2 separate regions of the Sus scrofa genome follow, and region 1 is linked to region 2. Evidence: chromatin contacts called from public HiChIP or PLAC-seq data. All regions are on one chromosome and are shown on one strand. Each heading gives the region's core, a stretch centred on a gene start, on an enhancer-like site or on the middle of the called end of the contact. The rest is flanking DNA. Distances are from core to core; before and after follow the strand shown.

What was found. HiChIP or PLAC-seq counts read pairs in DNA pulled down with a chosen protein or histone mark.
Region 1: a contact with region 2 is called in an H3K27ac HiChIP or PLAC-seq map of alveolar macrophages. The contact joins the promoter of GPR180 here to the enhancer-like site in region 2. A contact is called at or near these places in 1 of 5 promoter capture datasets (liver), 12 of 47 Hi-C or Micro-C datasets (alveolar macrophages, blood, embryonic fibroblasts and 5 more) and 2 of 2 datasets of contacts at active chromatin or transcription factors (alveolar macrophages and skeletal muscle).

The regions. Positions count from the first base shown.
Region 1 is chr11:63,717,727-63,723,550 of Sscrofa11.1, reverse strand. It overlaps GPR180 (integral membrane protein GPR180), which reads right to left and starts at 3,501. Exons shown (of 12, transcript XM_021065784.1): 1 at 3,250-3,501; 2 at 391-549. The coding sequence starts at 3,394.
Region 2 is chr11:63,659,472-63,665,231 of Sscrofa11.1, reverse strand. No RefSeq gene overlaps it. Among named protein-coding and RNA genes, the nearest start is that of TRNAF-GAA, 16 kb to the left of the region's middle. Within about 2 kb of position 1,276, at least 1 of the 83 cell types and tissues checked has an H3K27ac peak or open chromatin away from gene starts, as enhancers often do. A contact at or near this core is called in alveolar macrophages, where this site is marked.

The DNA.
Region 1 (5,824 bases), core at 2,252-4,751, 56 kb before region 2:
GATAAAGCATGCTTAGTGTTTAGCTCAGTTCTACCAGATAATAAGCATTCAACAAATGTTATCAGTCACTCCATGCTGCCACTGGGTCAAAATATATCTGCCACATGGTATGAATTATGTGACACGTAAGAAGTCTGAATGAAGAAAAGCACATCTTTATAAATTATCTAAATTATTATAGTTTTTTCCCAAATATTCTGAATAAGAAGGGGAAAAGGCATTCTGTCTTTTGATCAAGGAAAAGATTAGTTTCCTTAAACTTCATGGAAAGTGCACCAGACAAGGTGTCAACTGAGTGTGATGTATGTTGTGCTATGAAATATCCTGATCTACTCAAACAGTGAGGAAAAAAACCATACATAATGATCAAAGCAAACAGGATATACTCACTTGTCAACTGAGCTTTGGATAGTTTTTCACTACAACTATAACCATTACTGCCTTCCCGCAGCTTCAGCAATTCCCGGGCTTGGAACAGGTAGAGTTTAGCTTCCTTTCCGACAGCTACCGCTATGTTGTTGATTCTGACACACAGAAGAGCATGGTCACCTGGACATTAAAACAAAAATTATTAACTAGTGTGGTCTTGTTTGGAACCGAGATGGGCAGGCAATTCAATACCTCTGTTTATCAAGATGGGAACTGAAAGAGCACCATTTTTCCTAAATCTCACTTTCACCACCAGGTAAATCACATTAGGTAGATTGTCCCATTCAGATACAAGTCACCAGATTACTCGCATTAATTATCCAAAACAACATGTGGTGTTTCCTTGTACTTTAGCTGATAACTGATGGCTTTTCACTGAATAAACAGCAGCATCTGCCCTATGCAGACATTTACTGTCATAGAATTTTGCCTCGTTTTACAACCATGCGGCATCTTTAACATTTGTTTACAAACTATAGAAATCTCCTGACAAAGTTTCTTTTGTTTTTAATATAACATGGCTGTTAATATTTATTCTTTTACTATAAAAATAAACATAGCTCATAAGAAAGTTTAATAAATGAGTCTGAAGGGAGACCTTTTATACCCGATATAAAGTTTGACATCTGTGACTTTTACAAAAGAATTTTCAGAACACTGTATGTTGTAAGACAAGTCTAGAGGGAGCCTTGTTGCACACAGCAAGTGCATTTAAGGACTAGAACAGAAATGGCAAAAAGTAGCTGTCTCTAGGGAAAGGGACTCTGGGTGAGCAGGGGACTGTTTTTTCCAGCTAAAGAGTGTTTATCCTCCTATTATTGTTGTTTTTATTTTACTATTATCACTTTGGATTAAACATTTTAAACAAATTCGGAGTTCCCGCCGTGGCACAGTGGTTAACGAATCTGACTAGGAACCATGAGGTTGCGGGTTCGATCCCTGGCCTTGCTCAGTGGGTTAAGGATCCGGCATTGCCGTAGGTCACAGACCCGGCTCGGATCCCACGTTGCTGCGGCTCTGGTGGTGGAGGCCAGTGTCTACAGCTCCAATTAGACCCCTAGCCTGGGAACCTCCACATGCTGCAGGAGCGGCCCTAGGAAAGGCAAAAAGACAAAACAACAACAAAAACCATTTTAAATAAATTTAAATGTATAGTATGCATCACAAAATGTCTAAGTCTCCTATATAAACTGATTATATTATAAATTAGCAACAGCTTTAAAAGGGACTCCAAGGCCCTAATAACATCTAAAAATCACATTCTGATTTAGAGCTCATTATTTCAGTACGGTATATAGTTTAGCACTGAATTCTAATTCATTGAAAATTGGTATCAGGAAAATATACACACAGAGAAAAGTGTGTATGTTAATATACTTGAACACGGTATTCCTCAACCTTTCCTGAGAAATCTGGATTTACTACATGGTTCTCCTTTGTGTTTGTCATTTAATTATTATGAAATATCGGTGTTGTCTAAGCCTGACTGCAAGTCATGAGAAACAAGTCAAGTGACAGCTTCCATACATGCCAAACTTTCTAGGGCTGTCCAGATTGTGCCATTCATTGTGGTGACATTACTATCCCTGTCAATGGTCATAATTACAGCCAGTTGATTCGGAAACTGAAAATATTACCAAAAAAAATAAAAAATTGAACTCTTTCTAGAGTTTCTTCTTCATTCACCCAAGGTCTATTTCACATTGGATTTTGGAAAATGGGTTATATCTCCTTTTCTCAGTTATTTTTAAAACTTCAGATTAAAAATAATAAATTCAGTTTCTTCTACCTTCATACCAACAATTCTGTAATTCAAGACTTTCAATTTCTTTCCCAACCATTTAGCTTCTCACTTTTATTATACTCTCCTAAGGATCCTCTCTAGGATAATACTCTGATCTTGCATCTTCTAATGCTAAAGACCCTATGGGATCTTTATAGGATCCTAAAACCTCACCAAGGCAAATAATTATTTTGAAATACAGTAGTAGTCAAATTAAAAGTACCAAGAATATGTACCAAGAACAACACTCCAATCTCGAGGGTGCAAATAAATAAAGTGGAGAATGAATGCAGATTCTTTCATTTAACAATTATGGATTTTTGCGGGAGACCTAGAAGGGAAGAATCAAATGCAATCTAATTTCAGAAGGACCACCGTGGATACAAACGATGAAGCTTCCAGGGCACACTTGCATGCATTTCTGTCAAATTAGTTCTAGGCCTCGTGGTCCATGGTAAAGCTACTCCTTTAGTAGGGACATAACCAAACGGTTCTGGCACTTGTGACGAGATACCAAATTTTTATTTGGTTTCCAAAACCTCTCTGCTGCAAGTAGGTTTTAGCAAATTTATCTTAAAAACAACAAAACCTAGCAAATCTAAGTTCTGGGACTTCAAGTCACACGTAATTACGGTGCCTTAGCGTATACAATGAGGCTGAGACAGGAGTGAGCAAATGATGCTTGGAGGGAAAGATCTGGAAACATGCAGCAGGGGAGTCATCTGCACATTCGTTAGTACGGAGGGGATTGGGGGAAAGGGTCTTTTAGGCGCAGAATACAGCCACTAATGGGGGGAGGGTACTGACAAGGATCTGGGGAACAGCAACAGAGGGCTTGGCAATAAATGCACGCCACGCTTGCGAGGAGCTACGGTGGGGGTGGCTGCAGGTAATGCGGGAGCGGGAAGCACGGGTGAGTTGGGTGAAGTCTCCGGCCTCATCGCTGCCGGCTCCAGGCTCCCCACGCGAGGCGGGAAGGGAGGGGCCCGCGGGGTGGGCCCACACGCCTTTACCCCTCTCCTCGCCCCCGCACCTACCGTGGAACTCGAAGTGGCCGATGCTCTGGCCCTGAGCGTCTCGGGCCGCGGCGCTGCTGAAGCTGCCCCGCAGGGTCTTACCCTGGCTGCCCTGCGGCCACCAGCAGCAGGTGAGAGCCACCGCCAGCAGCCGCAGCCCCCCCATCCCCTCCTCCCGCTCGGCAGGCACACCCAGACCCCTGACAGCCTGCGGCCGCAGCCCCACGTCGACAGCTCCCGGGTGGGGGGCGAAGAGAGCAGGACCGGCGCCGCGGGCCCGTCCCTGGAGACTGCCAGCCAATCAGAAGGACCTCTCCGCCACGAGCCAAAGATATTCGCCAATCAGATGCTGAAGTGGGCGGGGCGTGCAGAAACGGGCGTCCCATCACTCCCCAGCCTCTAGGCTAGTTCCCGCCTTTTTTATGGAGAAACCGGGAGGATGTTGCTTCATGTTACGGAAAAATGATTGCCCTCCTCCTCGCCCGGCGCTTGGTGCCACTGCACATGCGCAGGCGCGCTGGCCGGGGCTAAAAGATCTTTCAAGGATGTGCGGGATTCGGAAAAAGAAAAAAAAAAAAAAAACTAAAAAAGACATACAACAGCACCATTTCTGGTGGAGAGGAATACTCCAGAAAAGCGCATATGTAACTCACTGGACGTTTCCACTTTAATGTCTCCAAGACACTTAACTCTACCTGTCTACAATTTAACGCGTGGTCTCTCGGCACCAACCGATTTTCCCTTCTAGGTTTCCTGTCTTCTTGCGTTATGCCATCATCCAGCAGAGGAGACAGCTGAGAATTGGTGGGACACACCCCAGACCCTACCCCTTACATCCCTACATCTATCCAATTCCGTGAAACAGCTTATTGGCGCCTCTTCTGGATAGTTAGGTTAAGAAGTGGCGGCCACAATCCCATCCAGGCCACCAGCTTACCATCATTTACTTGGCCTATGGCAACTGATCTGACAACAGTAATTTTCTCCAAGTGGTTACACACAGTCCATCTATACCCTAGAGCCACAGAAAGCTTTGGAAAATGCAGTGTGACTGCATCACTTTCCTTCAAAGGCTCTCAGTTGCCTCAGGACACAACCCTAACTCTTTAGAACAGGACTTTCAAGTCTCTCAAATTTCCATCTGTTTTTAATGTCTATCCTTACTGAGCCACTGTCAGTTCGCTAAACACACTGCAAGTTCTTCCCCCTGGACTTGTAGCACTTGCCTATCCCTATGGCTAGAACACTTAACATTATCTACCATTCAACCCCCACATCATCTCACTTTCCTAATTTACTCTTCTTTCCCAAGGCTTAAGGTTAAGAAGCCTTTCTCAAACCCTCAAATCTGTGTTAGAATCAGATTCTCTTACTGCCCTACCAGGGCACTTACCATACTGTCTTGCAAGTGTGTATCTGTATCCCTTACCATATTGTAAGCTCCAGCTCATCACAGCTTAGACGACTATGCCTGTCTTGATGAAAGTAGAAACTCAAAATCATTTCATGAATAGATGTTTATGAATTAATTTTCACTTGAACACAAGCTTTTGTTACATATAGGCAAGGTCTCACAACAGACCTCAAAATTTAGAAAAAGAAATCTTTAGGGAACACTTCATGTGCCCGGCATTTTCAATATCTCTGGCTGACCAGGAATAAACTGGATGTATTAATATTATTTAAAAATAATTTTTAAAATAGCACTTTTCAAATTATAAAAGTAATTCTTACAGTTTAGGAAAAAAATGTATGAAGTAAAAATGGAAGTCCTTGTTTCCTCCTTTCCCTGCTCATACTGATACCCAAAGTTATTCCTTGTTAATAGTTTAGGATGGATACTTTGCATCATGCATTTACAAATATATGGTATCTCACCAAGGTCAGGAATAAAATTGGCCCTGAAAAAAAAAAAATCAGAACTTGGGCCTTGAGTACTTGAGGCTTCTTCTCTTTCTTGTCTTCATAATCAACGTTGTTTTTTGTCTCACTGAAGACAGGTTTCTTGATTCCTCACCTCATTTGAATGAGTACGGCTACAAACAAGTCCCAAATTTATAGGTCCTTGGAGTTCAAGAAGAGCAACCAGACTATACTAAATCCTTAGTGCAATTCCAAATCTCAGGAGGAGGATTCAGTAGACCTACTGTGTGTCAGATGCACATCCTGTGGTCTGCCTGATTGGGTCAACTTGTGGAGATCATAAAGGGTAGGGAAGTCTGATCAGATAAAACTGCAAGTATCCACTACAATATATTTTGGTCCTCATTCCACTTTGGTACATTCTTTTCAAAGGCTATAAATTAGTCCATTCTATTTTAAAAAGTGAGATCATACTAGTGGACTTTTTTTTTTTTTTTTTTTTTTTGTCTTTTTGCTATTTCTTTGGGCTGCTTCCATGGCATGTGGAGGTTCCCAGGCTAGGGGTCGAATCGGAGCTGTAGCCACCGGCCTACGCCACAGCCACAGCAACTCGGGATCCGAGCCGCGTCTGCAACCTACACCACAGCTCACAGCAACGCCGGATCGTTAACCCACTGAGCAGGGGCAGGGACCGAACCCACAACCTCATGGTTCCTAGTCGGATTCGTTAACC
Region 2 (5,760 bases), core at 27-2,526:
GCTGGCTCCTTAACCCACTGAGCAAGGCCAGGGATCGAACCCGCAACCTCATGGTTCCTAGTTGGATTCATTAACCACTGAGCCACAATGGGAATTCCAATTTGGGGTCATTTTTGCCCAGCCGAAGGAGCAGGAAAATTTATGAAATAGGAGGGAGCAGGCTGTTGTGCGTGTTTGCAACCAAGCGTAGGGGGTTCAACGAGGGATGTAATAAATACAGAAGAAGGAGCTGATCCCTGCCTGCCATCCCGCATGAGGCTGTGGGACCAGAGCCAAGGTGTGTGTGAGCTTGCAGTGGGGCCTGCTTAGAAATGGCCTAGTTGTAATATCTCAACTAGGGGCTTGGCCAGGGCTTATGACAATGGAACTGTTTAACGAAAGAACTGTGGTTTTGCTTCCCCAATGATTGGGTCAACCCCTGTGGAAGCTTCGATGTATTCACTTTGAAGTCAGAAAGCTAAGATTCCCCCACCCCGGCTCCGTGGTGGTAGTGGTGGCGGCTGCATTTGGGGACAAATAGAGATTATGGAAACATCTCCTCTCAGCTCCCTCCAGGGCACAGAAAGTGTGTCCTAACACTCGACCTCCACACACCCATTGCTGTGTGACAGGTTGGCTCACTGCAGCTCAGCAGAATCAGGAACTCTGTTCAGAAGGTCTGACTTTGAGTTCCAGCTCTTCAGATAACTGCATGGCTCTGTCCCCTTTGCTGAGGTGTCTGATTACTTTGGGCTTATTTCTAACAGGTTAAACAATGCCTACCACCCAGGATTGCTGTGAGCTGCAGATACAGCCATTCATGTTCAAAGGAAGTCATGTGTGCCAACCCACCTGTGGGCTAGGATGTGTTGGTGATGGTTGGTACTATGTGTTATGATGCTTTTATTATTTAGCACTGAATTTACAATGACTCCATCAAAGAATAAGAGCAACGGATAAGCAAAATGTCGTATATCCATGCCATGGAATATTATTCAGCCATAAAAAGAAATGAAGTCCTGGTATAGGCTATAGCGCGGATGAGCCTTGAAAACATTATGCTAAGTGAATGCAATCAGTCACAAAAAGATCACATATTCTGTGATTCAGTTCATATGACACATCCAAAACAAGCACATCTGCGGAGATAGAAGGTGATTAGTGGTTGCTTAGAGCTGGGAGGAATGGAGGGATTGGCGAGTGACAGCCAGTGGATCTAGGGATTTTGTGTGGTGCGGGAACTGTTCTAAAGCTGATCGTGGTGAAGGTTGTGAAACTCTTGAATATGCTGAAAGACATGGAAGTGGACACTTTACATGAGTTCATTGAGTGGTATGCAAATTACTTCTCCATAAAGCTGAAAAACAAAGAGCAGCAACTGGAATTACGCAAGGGTTCTGAACAGGAAACAGCATCCTTCTCTTTTTTGTACTTGCAAAAGGTATCTGGGTTCCTCTGGTGACAACAGCAGCAGTTCATCTTAATGAGCAGTTGTGTGAAGAGCCAGGTTCTGTTTCATCCTCACCACACACGTTTTTGTCCTCAGTTTAGAGATAGGTAACAAAAGCTCAGGGAGGTTCAACAGCTTGCCCCAGATCACACAGCCAGTGAGTCGCCATGCTGGGGTTTGAAAGCGGGCACATGGACTCCACAGCCTCCAGCCTACCCATCACCGCCTCCTATCCTCATTGAGAGCATATGTTGAAAGGTTTGGGACTCAATTTTGTCTCTATGAGCTTTCCACTACATTTTGATGGCTATGACTTGTCCTATTTAAATATTTACTGGAATTTCCATTGTGGCTTGATAGGTTAAGAACCCAACTAGTGTCCCCAAGAACTCAGGTTCCATCCGTGGCCTCGGTCAGTGGATTAGGATCCAGTGGGAGCTGTGGTGTAGGTCTTAGATGTGACTCAGATCTGACGTTGCTGTGGCTGTGGTGTAGGCTGGCAGCTGCAGCCCCGATTTGACCCCTAGCCTGGCAACTTCCATCGGCCAGAGGCGTGGCCTTAAAAAGGGAAAAAAAAAAAAAAAATCTGCTTACCATGAGAACTGCCCTCAGGGGAAAAAAAGCAGGGTCTACCTTTGGCAGGGGGGAAAATTATTCTAGAAAAGCATAAGCTGAATACCAGCAGCTCCATCTAACTTTCCTGCCGGTCGTATGTTTGATCTCGAGATTATGCCGGGAAGGTGTGCGTTTCTTGGCCTTTTCTCCCACCTCCGTGGAGAGCCAGCGCTTTGGATGTTATTCAAAGCCCTTACGAATCTATCTGTTTTTAGAGAGAGAAAAAAACAAACGAGGGAGGTTAGGTTGACTAGCTGGGGAATTGTTTAACGTTTTTGTAAGGTTTGGGGGCCCGAGATGGCCTGGGGATCTGACTTGTGCACCCCGAAGGCTCTCCTCAGGAATCTGAGTTCCCCGTGTGCTCCAGGAGCTTCCCTTGTGAGGCGGACCGGGACCAGGGGCCCTTTCCCAGCGCCGTGGCAGGCCTCCCCACCCAAAGAGATTAATTTTGTCATTACCCTTTGTCAACGTCTGTCTTTGACCAGAAAAAAGAGGTTAATTGTGTGCCATTTCTCGGGAGAATGAGGTATCAGCATTTTAATTCCTGATAGTTTATGAATCGTGGGCAGCTAATTAAAACTTAAAGATTAGAGGCGCTATTTTGGCTAAGAGGCCTTTTGCAGGATTGTGAAACGGAGAGAACAAAGGGTTGTCTTTTCTTTTTATTCCGAGGGCTTAAATGAAACCTCAGGCTGCAATAGAGCCTTGAATTGTTTTACATACTGAGTGTTCATTGTATTGATTCTAATTTTAATTTTGCAGCCAGTCCTGCGGTATCTGAAAGCTGTTGAGGGGTTAATGCTGAGATTATTGGGGATGTTAAACGGCAAGATTTGTGTTTGGAGGCCCCGTTTGACCCTTCTTGACTTCTGAGAGGCATCTTAAAGTCAGATAGGAACCACTTACAGATTCTATTAGATGTTCTTAATTGCCGTCTTAGAACTCAGTTGGAATTTAGATCTTCTCTTCTGTTCGCCCTCACAGTTAACTGTTTGAGTTGTTCCATGGATCTGCCACAAGCAGTGAATTTTCCTTGGGTCCTTCACTGTTTGGCTTTCAGGCCATTGCACTTGTTTGGGCACCACGGGCATCACCAAGAGCCCACATCGTTGGGAAGGAAACCACTAGTCCCTGCCCCACTGTGTACACATCAGGAAAGGCACATCTCCAGCTGATGCCGTTTCCATAGACACGTAGCTTGGCAAGTCAAGTGTGGGTGGATTTCAGCCCCTACCCACCTCCTGATGACGTTCCCTTGAGCAAGACAGAACCCACACAGCAGATTCCCGGGGTCATGATTCAAACAACTCTTTCCATTGTAAATTTCTTAGCCATGTGTCTCAATATGCCTCTTGATGTAAAGTGATTTCTTCTCTCTGAGATGGGATTATGTTAGATGAGATTCCCCCCGCCCCCAGCTTGATAGGGCCGCATCCTTGGCACATGAAAGTTCCCAGGCTAGGGGTTGAATCAGAGCTATAGCTGCTGGTCTAGACCACAGCCACCTGCAACATAGGATCTGAGCCGCGTCTGCAACCCTCTCCGCAGCTCAGAGCAACGCTGGATCCCCCACCCCCTGCGTGAGGCCTGGCATTGAACCCGCATCCTCAGGTTCATTTCCACTGCACCACAACAGGAACTCCCCGTTCGATGAGATTGAACAAGTGCCCAGAGGTGGACTCCTTGGGTGCAAAAGCAGGCAGGGCTCATCTTTTATGTCCCCAACTCCTAGATTTTTCCTGTCATGCAAATTGAATAAGCAGCTGCTTAGGACCAAGAAATAACCAGATTAGGGGAGGAAGTATCGATGGGGCAAAGGAGAAAGGACCTGTCAGCCAATCAGGAAAGTGTGGGCAAAGACTCCGCAGCAGCTCGAAGGAATTTGATGCATTCTAGAATTGAAGTAAGATCAGCAATATTGAAACTTAGAGATGAGAGAGAAGCACGAGGCAAGAAGAAACTGCAGGGAGGGGAGGAGGACACATCACGGGGCGGGGGGGCGGGGGAGCTTCGAGTCCATGCCAGGGTTTGGGACTTTATCCTGCAAGGAGCTGGAATCTATCCAGATATTTAGTTTTAAGCATAGGCATAAGATGGTCAAACCTGTCTTTTCCACGTGGCTGCTAAGGGCCGGGGGGAGTGGGATGGATGAGGAGTCTGGGGTTAGTAGATGTAAACTACTACATTTAGAATGGACAAGCAGGATTTCCCGCTGTGGCGCAGGAGAAACAGACCCAGCTAGTATCCATGAGGACTCGAGTTCGATCTCTGGCCTCCCTGGCCTCCCTGGCCTCGCTCAGTGCGTCAAGCATCCGGCATTGCCGTGAGCTGTGGTGTAGGTCACAGACGTGGCTTGGATCTGGCATTACTCTGTCTGTGGTATAGGCTGGCAGGTGTAGCTCCAATTTGATCCCTAGCCTGGGAACTTCTACATGCTGTGGGTACAGCCCTAAAAAGAAAAAAAAAAAAAAAAAGAATGGATAAGCAGTGAGGTCCTCTTGTATAACACAGGGAACTATATTCAGTCACTTGTGATAGAACATGATGGAAGATAATATGAGAAAAAGAACGTGTATATGTATGTATGACTGGGTCACTTTGCTAAACAGCAGAAATTGCCGGAACATTGTAAATCAGCTACACTTTAATAAAAAAAAATTTTTTTTAAACCTTGTCTTTTATTTATTAATTGTTTAGGGCCGAAATCTAGGGGTTGAATTGGAGCTGCAGCTGCTGGCCTACACCATAGCCACAGCAACGCCAGATCTGAGCTGTGTCTGCGACCTACACCACAGCTCATGGGAATGCCAGATCCTTAACCCACTGATCGAGGGCCAGGGATTGAACCTGCACCCTCATGGATGCTGGTCAAGTTCATTACCACTGAGCCACAATTGGAACGCCTTCAAGAAACTTGTCTTTTAAACAGTAACTCTGGTCGTGAACCATGAACCAACTGGAAGAGGGCAGGAAATCTTTTTGGAGGCCACGGTCCCAATTCAGGCAGCAGACTGTGGAGAGTGGAACGTGGCATTGGTGGAAAGCAGGCAAAAGTGAACCGTGTTGAGAAACCTTGAGAAATTAAAGTCAACAGGAGGATGTGGTGATGGATGGACTGAGGCCCTGAGAAGTTTGCAGAAGCCTCCCAAGTTTCCGGCATGAGTAACTAGACAGTATCAGTGCCATACCCTGAACCGTGGAGCCCTGACAAGTAGGTTTGGAAAGTGAGATCCTGAGATCTGTTGTGGATACATTGGATTTAAAGTGCCCGTGTGTGTGGTGTAGGTTGCAGATGTGGCTCGGATCTCACGTTGCTGTGGCTGTGGCGTAGGTTGGCAGCTGTCGCTCTGATTGGACCCCTAGCCTGGGAGCCTCCATGTGCCTCGAGTGCGGCCCTAAAAAGCAAAAAAATAAAAACATAAAAATGAAAAAATAAAGTGCCCGTGTGTCCTCCAGGCTGAAGTGGATATTTGCTCGGCACGTAACTGAAGGCAGGCAGCATGAAAGGCCCGCTTGAGGCTCACATCAGTCATTTTGGGTGGCTTCCGTCCACCTGGTTGAATGATTTTTCTGCAGTAACACTTCGTTGTTCAGGCGCTGGCACAGCGATGGCCAATGGGTAGCTTAATCTAGACCGGAGGGTAAGTCAGCTGGCTTTGGAAGCAGAGAAGGGCAGGGGAATTATGAGCATTTGAAATGTTGTAATGATGGAAAAT